Regions from separate parts of the Ovis aries genome. Here region 1 is linked to region 2. A link is a contact called in public Hi-C data. All regions are on one chromosome and are shown on one strand. The core of a region is the stretch at or near the end of the contact, and the rest is flanking DNA. Distances in the headings are between cores, read along the strand shown.

Evidence for each region. Hi-C and Micro-C count contacts between places; a contact is called where the count stands out from the background.
Region 1: a Hi-C map of liver shows a contact between it and region 2, with 3 times the contacts expected there. The contact joins the promoter of NAXE here to the enhancer-like site in region 2. A contact is called at or near these places in 4 of 16 Hi-C or Micro-C datasets (hypothalamus, liver, muscle and 1 more).

Annotation. Positions count from the first base shown.
Region 1 is chr1:106,554,263-106,560,741 of ARS-UI_Ramb_v3.0, forward strand. NAXE (NAD(P)HX epimerase) reads left to right here and starts at 4,734. Exons shown (of 8, transcript XR_006061152.1): 1 at 4,734-4,940; 2 at 5,075-5,183; 3 at 5,333-5,443; 4 at 5,522-5,635; 5 at 6,399-6,479. TTC24 (tetratricopeptide repeat domain 24) reads left to right here. Exons shown (of 11, transcript XM_042255573.2): 11 at 1-1,083.
Region 2 is chr1:106,432,029-106,438,870 of ARS-UI_Ramb_v3.0, forward strand. MEF2D (myocyte enhancer factor 2D) reads right to left here. Exons shown (of 12, transcript XM_027976410.3): 12 at 6,680-6,842. Among named protein-coding and RNA genes, the nearest start is that of MEF2D, 38 kb to the right of the region's middle. Within about 2 kb of position 1,488, at least 49 of the 54 cell types and tissues checked have an H3K27ac peak or open chromatin away from gene starts, as enhancers often do. A contact at or near this core is called in hypothalamus, liver, muscle and 1 more, where this site is marked.

The sequences.
Region 1 (6,479 bases), core at 3,484-5,983, 130 kb after region 2:
CAGAGCATGGGTTGTCTAGGCACATGGGCTTCAGTAGTTGCAGCTCCTGGGCTCTAGAGCACAGGCTCAGTAGTTGCGGCACATGGACTTAGTTGCTCCTCTGCACGTGGAATCTTCCCAGATCAGGGATTGAACCTGTGTCTCCTGCACTGGAGATAGATTCTTTACCACTGAGCACCAGGGAAGCCCGACATGCCCTTCTTAAATTGACTTTGAAGGCATTTTCTAGAGTACACTCCAAAATGTGAAAGGCAGCAAGGTGGAACAGGTTGGGCACTGCCTTGCTGAAGATAGCCTTCATTGGTTGTTTCATGAATTCTAAGTGTGTATGGTGGGATATGTTTTGTGTTACTATTTTATAGTTACATCTCATCTGAATGAAGTCAGCAGTTGATAACCCTTCAGATATATAGCTCTGCATTTGGAGAGGCATTTCAGCATAGAATAATGCTTAAGACTTCAGACTTCAGGTCAAGCTGCTTGGGTCCTATCTCCACTGACAGCTATCAGTGTATCATTGGACATATCATTCAACATCTTTGAGCCTCGGTTTCCTAATCCGCCTTCAGTGCAGGAGACCCGGGCTTAATTCCTGGGTCAGGAAGATCCCCTGGGGAGGGGAATGACACCTACTCCAATACCCTTGCCTGGAGAATTCCATGGACAGAGGAACCTGGCCAGCTACAGTCCACGGGTTTGCAAAGAATCGGACTCTAATGAGTGACTAACACTCTCACTTCCTCATCTGGAAAATAAGGATAATGACAGTTGTTGTAAAGATAAAATGAGAAGACTCATGCCAGCACTGGGTACATATACTCAAAATATTATCTATGTTAAAGAAACATTCTTCACAGTGTGTTTTGGAAATGAATCTTCAGAATTGACTAATTTTCTCAAGTAGGCCTGTAGGGAGTCTTGTTGTTCAGTCACTAAGTCATGACTAATATATAAAAGTGAAGCTATTTATATACTGGTGAAGCTATAAAACAAAATTAGTGAAGTCTTAGATAAGATTATGCAATTGTAATGTAAACTCTCTTTTAATTAAGATGAATAAACGAAAAAACAAGGATGAGTAAACCACAGTCTAACCAAAACAATTTTCCACCACAATCACAGTCTGATACATTCAATTTTCCACATCAGACATGTAAATAAACATAGATGAAGTCAAGGTTACAAGCCATAGGCAATCGTAAGCCTCTTATAATAAAAAAAGAGAGACTATCAGAGGAATGGGCTTCCCAGATGGCTCGTGGGTAAATAAATAATCTGCTTGTGATGCAGGAGACACAGGAGACACTGGTTCGATCCCTGGGTTGGGAAGATCCCCTGGAGAAGGAAAATGGTATCCCGTTCCAGTTTCTTGCCCGAAAAATCCCATTGACAGAGGAGCCTGGCGGGCTACAATCCATGGGGTTGCAGAGTCAGACACAACTGAGCGACTAAGCACAGCACTGCACAGCATCAGAGGAATAGTTAAAAGCAGGAGGGGTTCCAGCTTCTCTTGTGGCTCAGTGGTAAAGAATCTGCCTGCCAATGCAGAAGACATGGGTTCGATCCCTGGTCCAGAAAGATCCCACATGCCGCAGAGTAACTCAGCCCAGGCACCAAAACTACTGAGCCTGTGCTCTAGAGCTGGGGAACCACAACTACTGAGCCCAGGAATAGCAACTATTGAAGTCTGCGTGCCCTAAAGCCCGGGCTCTGAAACAAGAGAAGCAACCACAATGAAAAGTCCAAGCATTGCAACTAGAGAGTAGCTCCCCCTCGCTGTGAATAAGGAAAAAAACCCTGGCAGCAAGGAAGACTCAGCACAGCTGATATAAATAAATAATTTTTTTCTTTTAAAGTAGGAGGGGTTTTTGCTTTTCTCAGTGAACTAGCCAGGAATGGAATTTGTTACAGAAACAGAATAAACTAGCATAAAAACATCCCCCTCAATCCTGTTGTTGTTTAGTCGCTAAGTCGTGTCTGACTCTTTATACCCCATGGACTGTGGCCTGCCAGGCTCCTTTCAAGAATACTGGATACAAGAATACTGGAGTAGGTTGCCATTTCCTTCTCCAGGGGATCTTCCCCCACCCAGGGATCTAATTCGCCTCTCTTACTTCTCCTGCATTGGCAGGCGGTTCTTTACCTGGGAAGGCAGGTAAGCAGAGATAAGCGAGGTAATTTAGTGGGGAGAGGGGTCCCAAGTTATATGAAACGCTTCAGTTCAGTTCAGTCACTCAGTCGTGCCGACTCTTTGTGACCCCATGAATCGCAGCACGCCAGGCCTCCCTGTCCATCACCAACTCCCTGAGTTCACTCAGACTCACGTCCATCGAGTCCGTGATGCCATCCAGCCATCTCATCCTCTGTCGTCCCCTTCTCCTCCTGCCCCCAATCCCTCCCAGCATCAGAGTTTTTCCAATGAGGCAACCCTTCACATGAGGTGGCCAAAGTACTGGAGTTTCAGCTTCAGCATCATTCCCTCCAAAGAAATCCCAGGACTGATCTCCTTCAGAATGGACTGGTTGGATCTCCTTGCAGTCCAAGGGACTCTCAAGAATCTTTTCCAACACCACAGTTCAAAAGCATCAATTCTTCAGCACTCAGCTTTCTTCATAGTCCAACTCTCACATCCATACATGACTACTGGAAAAACCATAGCCTTGACTAGATGGACCTTTGTTGGCAGAGTAATGTCTCTGCTTTTCAATATGCTATCTAGGTTGGTCATAACTTTTCTTCCAAGGAGTAAGCGTCTTTTAATTTCATGGCTGCAGTCACCATCTGCAGTGATTTTTGGAGCCCCCCAAAATAAAGTCTGACACCGTTTCCACTGTCTCCCCATCTATTTCCCATGAAGTGATGGGATCGGATGCCATGATCTTCATTTTCTGAATGTTGAGCTTTAAGCTCAATTTTTTCACTCTCTTCTTTCACTTTCATCAAGAGGGTTTTTAGTTCCTCTTCATTTTCTGCCATAAGGGTGGTATCATCTGCATATCTGAGGTTATTGATATTTCTCCCGGGAATCTCATGTCCAGCTTGTGCTTCTTCCAGCCCAGCATTTCTCATGATGTACTCTGCATAGAAGTTAAATAAGCAGGGTGACAATATACCGCCTTGACATACTCCTTTTCCTATCTGGAACCAGTCTGTTGTTCCATGTCCAGTTCTAACTGTTGCTTCCTGACCTGCACACAGGTTTCTCAAGAGGCAGGTCAGGTGGTCTGGTATTCCCATCTCTTTCAGAAGTTTCCACAGTTGATTGTGATCCACACAGTCAAAGGCTTTGGCATAGTCAATAAGGCAGAAATAGATGTTTTTCTGGAACTCTCTTGCTTTTTCCATGATCCAGCAGATGTTGGCAATTTGATCTCTGGTTCCTTTGCCTTTTCTAAAACCAGCTTGAACATCTGGAAGTTCATGGTTCATGTATTGTTGAAGCCTGGCTTGGAGAATTTTGAGCATTACTTTACTAGCGTGTGAGATGAGTGCAATTGTGTGGTAGTTTGAGCATTCTGTGGCATTGCCTTTCTTTGGGATTGGAATGAAAACTGACCTTTTCCAGTCCTGTGGCCACTGCTGAGTTTTCCAAATTTGCTGGCATATTGAGTGCAGCACTTTCACAGCATCATCTTTCAGGATTTGAAATAGCTCTACTGGCACTAGCTTTGCTCATAGTGATGTTTTCTAAGGCCCACTTGACTTCACATTCCAGAATGTCTGGCTCTAGGTGAGTGATCGTGATTATCTTGGTCATGAAGATCTTTTTTGTACAGTTCTTCTGGGTATTCTTGCCACCTCTTCTTAATATCTTCTGCTTGTTAGGTCCATACCATTTCTGTCCTTTATCGAGCCCATCTTTGCATGAAATGTTCCCTTGGTATCTCTAATTTTCTTGAAGAGATCTCTAGTCTTTCCCATTCTGTTGTTTTCCTCTATTTCTTTGCACTGATCGCTGAGGAAGGCTTTCTTTTCTCTTCTTGCTATTCTTTGGAACTCTGCATTCAGATGCTTATATCTTTCCTTTTTCTCCTTTGCTTTTTGCTTCTCTTCTTTTCACAGCTATTTGTAAGGCCTCTTGAGACAGCCATTTTGCTTTTTTGCATTTCTTTTCCATGGAGGTGGTCTTGATCCCTGTCTCCTGTACAATGTCACGAACCTCCATCCATAGTTCATCAGGCACTCTATCAGATCTAGTCCCTTAAATCTATTTCTCACTTCCACTGTATAATCATAACGTTAATAAGAACATTAACTTATTGAGCCCTATGTGCCTGACGCTGTCTACGGCTTTGCATGGACTACAACCCCATATGTACTCGTATCCCATTTTATAGACAGGCAACAAATCTGGAAAGCCAAGTTCACTCACTAAGTGGTAGGGCAGGAACCCGGGTTAACTGCTGTGCTATACAGCTTAGCAGTAACAGAACTGCTACACAAAAGCATGAAGAAATGAAGAGTTATTATCGACGGGCGCTTGGGAGCAAAGCACTTCAGGTCATTTGCGAGGCAATATGAAAATGCTCCGGCGATGGGCTGGGATCCAGACTGTAAGACAAGACGCCCTGACGGAGGCGGGGCCGCGGTGGGAAGGCACCCGGGCGTTGGTGCGCACGGTAACAAGAGGAGAAGCGGCGGAGTTGCCAGTCCTAGGACCGCTTCCGGCCAGGGTGCGTGCGGGCCCGGCCCCTGGGGGCAGGGCTAAGTGCTGCGCATGCGCCGGGCGGGCCAGCGTGCTCCCTCCCGGCTAGCTGGATGTCCGGTTTGCGGGCGCTTCTGGGGCTCGGGCTGCTGGTTGCAGGCTCGCGCCTGTCACGCGTCAGAGTCCAGGCCGGCTCCTGTCGCGCAGGACCCACCTGGTGGGTGCCGCAGCGGCTGATCTCGGGTGGCCGCGGGGACTCAGAAGTCATGGCGAGTTCAGCAGTGAAATACCTGAGGTAGGCGAGGTTCTGAGCGGGCAAGCGGGGCGTAGGACTTGGGTGGAACCCAAGGGGGCGGGACCTGGGGCGGCCGCGCCGCCCGCGCGAGGGAACACCTGAGGGGTGGGGACTCAGGCCGTGGGTTTCCTCAGCCAGGAGGAGGCGCAAGCCGTGGACCAGGAGCTGTTTAATGAGTACCAGTTCAGCGTGGACCAACTTATGGAGCTGGCCGGTCTGAGCTGTGCCACAGCCATTGCCAAGGTCAGTGGCACAACGCTCGACCTTTGGGGCAAGCCGTTGTACAAGCCCCCCTGGCCTAGGCACAACGAAGTGAGGGGAGGGACGGCCAGGCCAAGCCTGGTCTGTCACTGCCCAAAGCCCCTCTGAATCCCCTTTGACTCTGCCTTCAGGCATATCCCCCCACGTCCTTGTCCAGGAGCCCCCCTACCGTCCTGGTCATCTGTGGCCCTGGGAATAACGGAGGAGATGGCCTGGTCTGTGCTCGACACCTCAAACTCTTTGTGAGTATGCAGGGAAGGGCTGTGGGGGAGTGGTTTCCAAGACCTGGGCTTGAATTACCCACCTTCCTTTCCCCGTAGGGCTACCAGCCAACCATCTATTACCCTAAAAGGCCTAACAAGCCACTTTTCACCGCACTGGTTACGCAGTGCCAGAAAATGGACATCCCCTTCCTTGGTGAAATGCCCTCAGAGGTAGGTGGCTCCTGTTCACGGCCCTCCTCAGTAACTGCTGCCTGCATCCTGCTCTTCACTCACCTTTCCAGGCTGAGCTCACTCACGACTCTCCCTCTCTAGATTAACTGTTAGAGGGCAGGGAGAGTGCCTGACACAGGTGCCTAAAGCATGCTACCTGAATGGAATTGGTGTCATAGGGTGTGCTCCATTTATGAGTTGCCAGCACCCCCTTCTCTATAGCTTTATTTCCCCTTAATCTCCCCTGGTCACTCTTTCCACGCTGTAGCCAATTCCTCTTCGTCTAGCATGCGGTAAACACATTATGTGCCCCTCTTGGGAACTGAAGTGACTACCTTATCCTAAACCCTTTCTTCAGATGATGGGTTTAGGAGTGGGTAACTTGAGAACGTTTTAAAATTCCTTAGCACGTGTTACGGATGAAGAGACTGAGATGCAAAAGAAGGTAAGTGATTTGTCCAAAGTCACATATCAGTTCACGGCAGAGGCAAGGCCAAAGCCTGCCCCTCCTGACTCCAGGTCTCGGGCTGTGCTACACTGTAGCCTCTCCAGTGGTTGGCAGACACTCAGAGCGGAAGATGTGACTGGACTCAGCTTGGCCTCAATCAGTGACTTGCACTGAACTCTAGGCCTCAGAATGCCATTTGAATGAGATTAAATTTCTCCCTGTGCCTATGGCCCTTGGGTACAGAGGACAGCCCTTTTCTGTTAAGGGTTCTTTGTGAAGCTGCTAGCTCTGACATCTTCTCCTTCTCTACTACAGCCGATGCTGATTGATGAACTGTATGAGCTGGTGGTGGATGCCATCTTTGGCTTCAGCTTCACGGGTGAGGTTCGGGAGCCA
Region 2 (6,842 bases), core at 238-2,737:
GCTTGGACATCTGGAAGTTCATGGTTCACGTACTGTTGAAGCCTGGCTTGGAGAATTTTGAGCATTACTTCGCTAGCATGTGAAATGAGTGCAGTTGTGCAGTAGTTTGAACGTCCTTTGGCACTGTCTTTCTTTGGGATCGGAATGAAACCTGACCTTTTCCAGTCCTTTGGCCACTGCTGAGTTTTCCAAACTTGCTGGCATATTGAGTGCAACACTTTCACAGCATCATCTTTCAGGATTTGAAATAGCTCAACTGGAATTCTGTCACCTCCACTAGCTCTGTTCATAGTGATGCTTCCTAAGGCCCACTTGACTTCACATTCCAGGATGTCTGGCTCTAGGTGGGTGATCACACCATCGTGATTATCTGGGTCATGAAGATCTTTTCTGTAGAGTTCTTCTGTGTATTCTTGCCACCTCACCTTAATATCTTCTGCTTCTGTTAGGTCCATACAATTTCTGTCCTTTATCGAGCCCATCTTTGCATGAAATGTTCCCTTGGTATCACTAATTTTCTTGAAGAGATCTCTAGTCTTTCCCATTCTGTTGTTTTCCTCTATTTCTTTGCATTGATCACTGACGAAGGCTTTCTTATCTCTCCTTGCTATTCTTTGGAACTCTGCATTCAAATGGAATATCTTTCCTGTTCTCCTTTGCTTTTCGCTTCTCTTCACAGTTCTTAAGATTTAGTCAATTATACATACTTCTAATTATACATACTTTGAAGCTTCATCTCCTTGACGCAGCCTCATCTTTCCCACTCTGAATGCCTCTAGTAGTCACTATCTATGGATTGAAATTGTACCATCACTTTTCCTATATCTTAAGTGGCATCACCTCAACTAGACATAAATTCCTTGGAGAGCAGGGAGGTGACTTATCATGGTAGGAGAGTACTGTATGGGTGAGTCTGGGTTTCAGTCCCAGTGTCACCCTCATAAGGCAGTGTCCTCGGCCTCATCCCTTCGCCTTCTTGAGCCTCCACTTCTTTGTTTAAGCTACCTGCAGGGGGGTTTGTGTGTGTTTGTTTTGTGAGGAACTCCTGAGACAGTGGAAACAACGCTCTTGGTCAAATTAATATTGGCATCACTGTTGGCCCCCAGTTTCCAGAAGGGCCTCTACAAACAGGGCTTCCTGGCTGTTTGGGGACGGCCGTGTCATCCCCGAGGGCTGGGACCAGGATTCTTCCTTTCTGCGGGATCCTCCAGGCAGTGCCAGATCTGGCCGAACTGCAGTCGGAGGCTAAACATCCGGGAAAACGGCCAGAGGGCGCTCCCTTCCCCTCGAATTGGGCAAGACGACAGGCAGTTAAACTCACGCCTGCGCATCTCTTCGAGGTTCTGGTGAGACCCAGCCAAAATTGGTTCGCTCCGCTTGGGGTTTTTTCCTTACAGGGGCTGAATCTCCTGTGTACGCATGCGTCTTGTCTAGGCTGCGGTTGGCTTACGGCCCCATCCGTCATTGGACGAGCCAATGGAGTGAGCCTCAAAACCCACTTCCCGCCCTTCGGTGGAGGCGGGGCTTAGGAGTGGATGAGAGTCTTTGTCCGCACCCATGCCTGTGTTTGTACAAACTGTTTGAGTGTCTGGGCCCGGGCAGCAAACTTGGGTCACCCGCTGCCAAACGACTGCCTTGGCGTGGGTGAATGAGGGAGTCGGTGTAATGGGAGACAGGGACAGCGCAGCTTCCGGCAGCACCCGAGGGGTAGTTGCTAGTCACTCATTTGTTGAGCACCCACTGTATGCCAGACGCTGCCCGAGGCCCTTTGGAACGGCGATCGCTGCCTCCATGGGAACTTACAGCCCAGTGGGACAGGTTAAACAAGTGCCTTTATTGCTTCGCTCCTCCCTTCTTCACCTTCCCCTTAGATGGAGATTCTCCTCTTCCCGAATCCCGAATCACTTCATAGTCCCACCCAGCACTGGCTGGCAGCGCAGGGATTGGGCATCTAGGCACCGGGGCCAGCCTCCGCTCCAAGCTGAGGGCGGTGAGGACTGGCGCCGCGGTCACGTGATGGCGGGGGTTTGGCGGGCGCGTGACCGCCCTATAGGCGGAGTCCTTCCCCTTCCTCTTCCCTTTTGGGTCCTCGGCGTCGTCACCAGCTTTTATTGGGCACGTGGCGGCTGATGCGCAGTAAATGGGAGTGACTCTGCAGCCACGCTGCGAAGGCGGGGACCTCACTTTACGAGAGGCCAAACTGCCCGAGTGAGGCCAAGGAGCTGTAAACACGTGGAAACGAGTACAAAGCAAAGAGGGCGGGGGTAAATGCAAATCAGTCCAACTGGAAGCCGTATAAAGCCTGGGCTCAAGAGAATTATACCTGGGAACTGCGTGAGGCGCTGTGGAAAGAGCTTGAGAGCCGGGTTTTATGTGTGTGTGTGTGTGTGTGTGTGTTTTTAACTTTTGGGCCTAGGGCTTACCAGCTGTGAAATAGAGCAGGGACTGGATGTGCCCCTTAGACTGGCAGTGACACCGAATGATTTTAAGTTTGGAATCAGAAACAAGCAATCTCTATGGGCTTGGTAGGAACCGCTTCAGAGCCTGGGGTGGGGTCGCCTTACCTCCCTTTCACATCCGCTTGCTGTTCCTGAAACAAGTTTCCACAATCACAAGGCTGGAAAAGTTACTCAGCCCATGGGATTGAGGGGTGAGTCACAAGAACATGAGCTACAGGGAACTGCTTGGCCTCCTTGGCTGGAACAGATACCACCCTTTGCTTCCCACCTCCCAATAGTCACCTCTTTGTGGGTAGGAGCCCACTGGGTTCTCATTCTAAAGTGGAGTGATAACTAGAAGAAACGAATCTACATTCCTCGGCCCCACTGGGTCTGGTGCTGGAAAGCAGAGAAGCTGCAGAAAGTCGCCACGCCCTTTAGGGGGGAAAAAAATCCTTTGTAGTTAGTAGCACTACAGTTTATGAAGTGCACTTTCACACGCATTATCTCATGTTAGTCTGACTGAACACATACTCTGCGCCAGGCACTGAGCCAGACAGAAAAATGGGTGAGGCAATGAATTTTAAAGAGGAGCTTTCAGTCCAGTTGTTGAGAGAAAATAGAAACTACTACCTACAGTTTCAGGTAGAACGTGGTAGAAGCTCTAAAGAAGGGGCAGATTCCTAAGACAATTCATAAGACAAGGATATCACAGCCAGCTGGGTAGGATGGGGGAAACCAGCAAAAGGTTAATGGAGGGAAAATTGTAGGAGTAAAAGCTTGAATGATAGGAAAGTTTTAAAAGAAATAAGGATGTAGAGCAGGATTGTTTTGTGTTTTTCCTCCACAGAAACTCTTCTTACCCAAGTAAGCTCATGTATTTCCGTGTCTTTACAGGTGGCAGTAATAAACATAACAGTGAAAGAGCACTTATTATGGATCAGAAATGGGTCTTAAGTGATTGATACGTAATATTAAATCTCACAGCAACCCATTTTACACATGAAGTGACTTGAGTCATGAAGAGGTTAAGGTACTCTTTAGGCTCCTGTCTCACAAGGCTTCTTTTGCCTCTGGCCTAGCCCTTGTCCTGAGCTCTGACTTCATCCATCCGGGTAGTTCCTTCTGAATATCCACTAGGTAGCTAGTAAAGAAGTGTCATCTTCCCTTATCAAAAGAAAACCAGTGACCTCTAGGGTTGCACTGGGTCTGCCACACCCTGGGCAGTTACCCCTGGGCAGTAAAACACTCCTCCCTAACTTCGATGCCCCAAAGAATATGCCAGTGAGCTTTCTCTTGTTCAAGGGTAGCAGAAGTGAGTCAAGGGACTTCCCTGATGGTCCAGTGGTTAAGACTCCACACTTCCACAGCAGGGGGCATGGGTTCAATCTCTGGTCAGGGAACTAAGATCCTGATGTGATATGGACAAAAAAAGAGACTAGTAAGTCAAGCAGGCCTTTAGTGAAGTCAGGAGATCACAGATAGGCAATACATTTCTGGTTCACCTGATCCATACAATGCAAACCCGTACGCTGCTTGAGGCCCTGTATGAATCTCTCCTTGCCCTGCCCTCCAGTCTTCCGTGGTCCTTGGAGTTCCCATGTCCCAAGGACAGCTTCATGGGTGACCAACACTATGAAGAGCTTCCCTCTTCATTACTGTCAGAGGGAGCTGGTACTGCCAGGAAGGTTTCTAAAATGCAAATCTGATTAAGTCCCTCCTCTACTTAAAATCCTTTGACCAAATATCTCCAGAATAAAATCCAAATTATGGCAATCAAGGCCCTTCAAAACAAGGTTTCCGCCTCCCTCTTCAGCTTTATCTGCCTTGGCCCATACCACATCATCTGATTTCCTGAATGCACCATTCTCCCTCCATAACTTACATGCTTTCCTGCAGCTGGGAATGCCTTCCCTGCCCTCATTTGTACGTGTCTTCAAAATCCAGTTCAAATACCTCCCGTAGGAAGCCTCCTCTGATGCCACAGCCCAGTTACATCCTTCCTCTATGCCATTTAGCACAGCCTGCTGACTCAGGTGTTAGTGGTTCACTTGTCCCTTGTCCCCACTAAACTGTGAGTTGAGAGGCAGGAGCACCTAACAAAGAGTTTCGCACTGAGCAGGTCCTTAATAAATGTTTGCTGCATTTCAGACAAAGGATAGCATGAGGGAAGACGCAAAAGGGTCTGTCAAAGAATGGACTGCGCTGCCTGGTTGGCCTAGAGTCCAAGGGATGTATGTGCAGTGGAGATGCATGGACTGACTCTGGAAAAGAGGTTGTGTCAGTTCTTTGAAGGCCCTGGGAGCCCTGCCCAGGAGTTTGGACTTATCTGGTGGGCAGTGGAGAACCATGAGACGCTGGATGATTGGTGTTGTGCCAAAGTTGGTAGGATGGGTTGACGAAGATGAAGGCTGGGGCTAGAGAAGACAGGCAGCTGTTAGCTCTATATTCCAGTCTATGACAGTCCCTTGGGCAGATTACTCAAGGCCACACAGCTGGTAAGCGGCTGAACTAGTTCTGGACTGTGCCACATCCAGAGGTCTTCGTACCACCACACCATGGCAAGTATGCAGTAGATGGGGCTTCAAGGTTGTCCCAGTGTGAATGGATACTCCATTCATCAGGACAGGATAGGTTATATGGCAGACACAATAAAATCTGTGGCTTAAGACAACACCCTTATTTTTGATTAACGCAAAAGTCCGCTGTGGTGCTGGACAACACCTTAAGGCAGCTGAGCCATCCAGGCTGCTTTGATGTGTTTCCACAGTTCCCACAATAGGCAAAGAGCACTCAGAGAATCACCTACCAGCTTCAATTTGGAAGTGACATACATTACTTCCAGTGTAATCCATTGGCCAGAACTAGTTTGAAGACCTCACTTGACTACACAGGGACTGGGAACCAGTCTTCTAGTGCCTAGGGAGGGAAGAGGACAGGAGATATTCGTGAGCAACAGTAACGCCCACCCAGGACATCAGGGGCTTGTGACTATAGATGGGGCAGGCCAAACAGCCTAAGGAACAGACATGGGATATACAAAGTTTTGCTCAGGATTTGTGTTAGGTCAAGGCTGTTCTTGTCACAGCCAGCCAGCAGGGGAGCCTCATCTGAAAGACAGTACCTTCTTACCCCTTTCCTGCTCAGCACGGTTTACCTCTGCCCCGGCTGCGGAAGAGAGGGGACATCTGTAATGACTCTGAGAGGAAGGGAGGACTGGTGCAGATCACATAGTTTTCAGATGAGGAGACCAAGGAATGAAAGCATTCTGTGGTGCCTGCATGTGCCACAGCCAAAGCGTGGAAACCACGGTTTGCGGATCTTAGGCATTTGCAGGCCCGTCTCTGCTGTTAGATGAGCCTTCACACTCCATCTTTGCCTCTGCAGCACCTGGTGTGAGCCTGGCACAGAGGAGTAGCCAAACCCTGTTTGCAGTGAGCCAAGCCCTCCCTGCGGCGTCCCTGGTGGCTCCGTGGTGAAGAACCTGTCTGCTAATGCGCGAGACCTGGGTTTGACCCCTGGGTGGAAAAGATCCCCTGGTGAAGGAAATGGCAACCCACTCCAGCATTCTTGCCTGGGAAATCCCATGGGCAGAGGAGCCTGGTGGGCCACAGTCCATGGGGTGGCAAATGACTTAGTAACTTAACAACAAGCCCTGCATCTGCCCCACTGCTCGGCGGTGCAGGGCATGGGGCTGCGAGAATAAGAGCCACCAGCCTCTGCAGAAAGGCAAGGGGGGAAGCCCTTTGGGGTAGCGAGGAGGGGAGAAGAGAGGCTCCACAGCACTGTTAAAAGCACTTCAAAAGGAAGGGGTGGGGCGGTGCCCCCTGCTGGAGGGAACCCTGGGTGCTGAGAACGCGGAATCCATCTGTGCCTAACGTATTGCCTGGGCAAGTTGCTCCTGTGGAAGAATTTTCAGTAGGCCCCCCTCTCCCCCACTACTCCTCATCACACACACTCCAATCATTCCTGACTTGGCCTTGAGCAGTATTGGTTCTTCCCTTCCTTGCTTCTAACCAGACAACTCCCCTTAGTCCCTGGGCTGCCTCTGCTTCTGACAGAGCATCTGGAAGAAATTCTCACCTGAAACCCCCACCTCAGATATGCTGAGTACCTGGCAGGCTAACCACCATTCTTTCCTGCCAAGGTGAAGCTATGGTCTCTCACCGTGACAGGGCCACTCAGCCCTTCCTTCCCCTCCTCAGCCGACCGCACCAAAGAAACCAGAACCCAGGCCAAAGTATCAGAAACGTGTATTCTTTTTCTTTTAATAGTAAACCTCTTTACAACAAATATAGTGAAAGAGTTTTCAAACAAAACTCATAAGAATCTCGAGGACTTTGTCTTTTCTTATTGTGTAGAATACTAAGAAAGCATCACCATACAGCACGGAAAGAAATATTG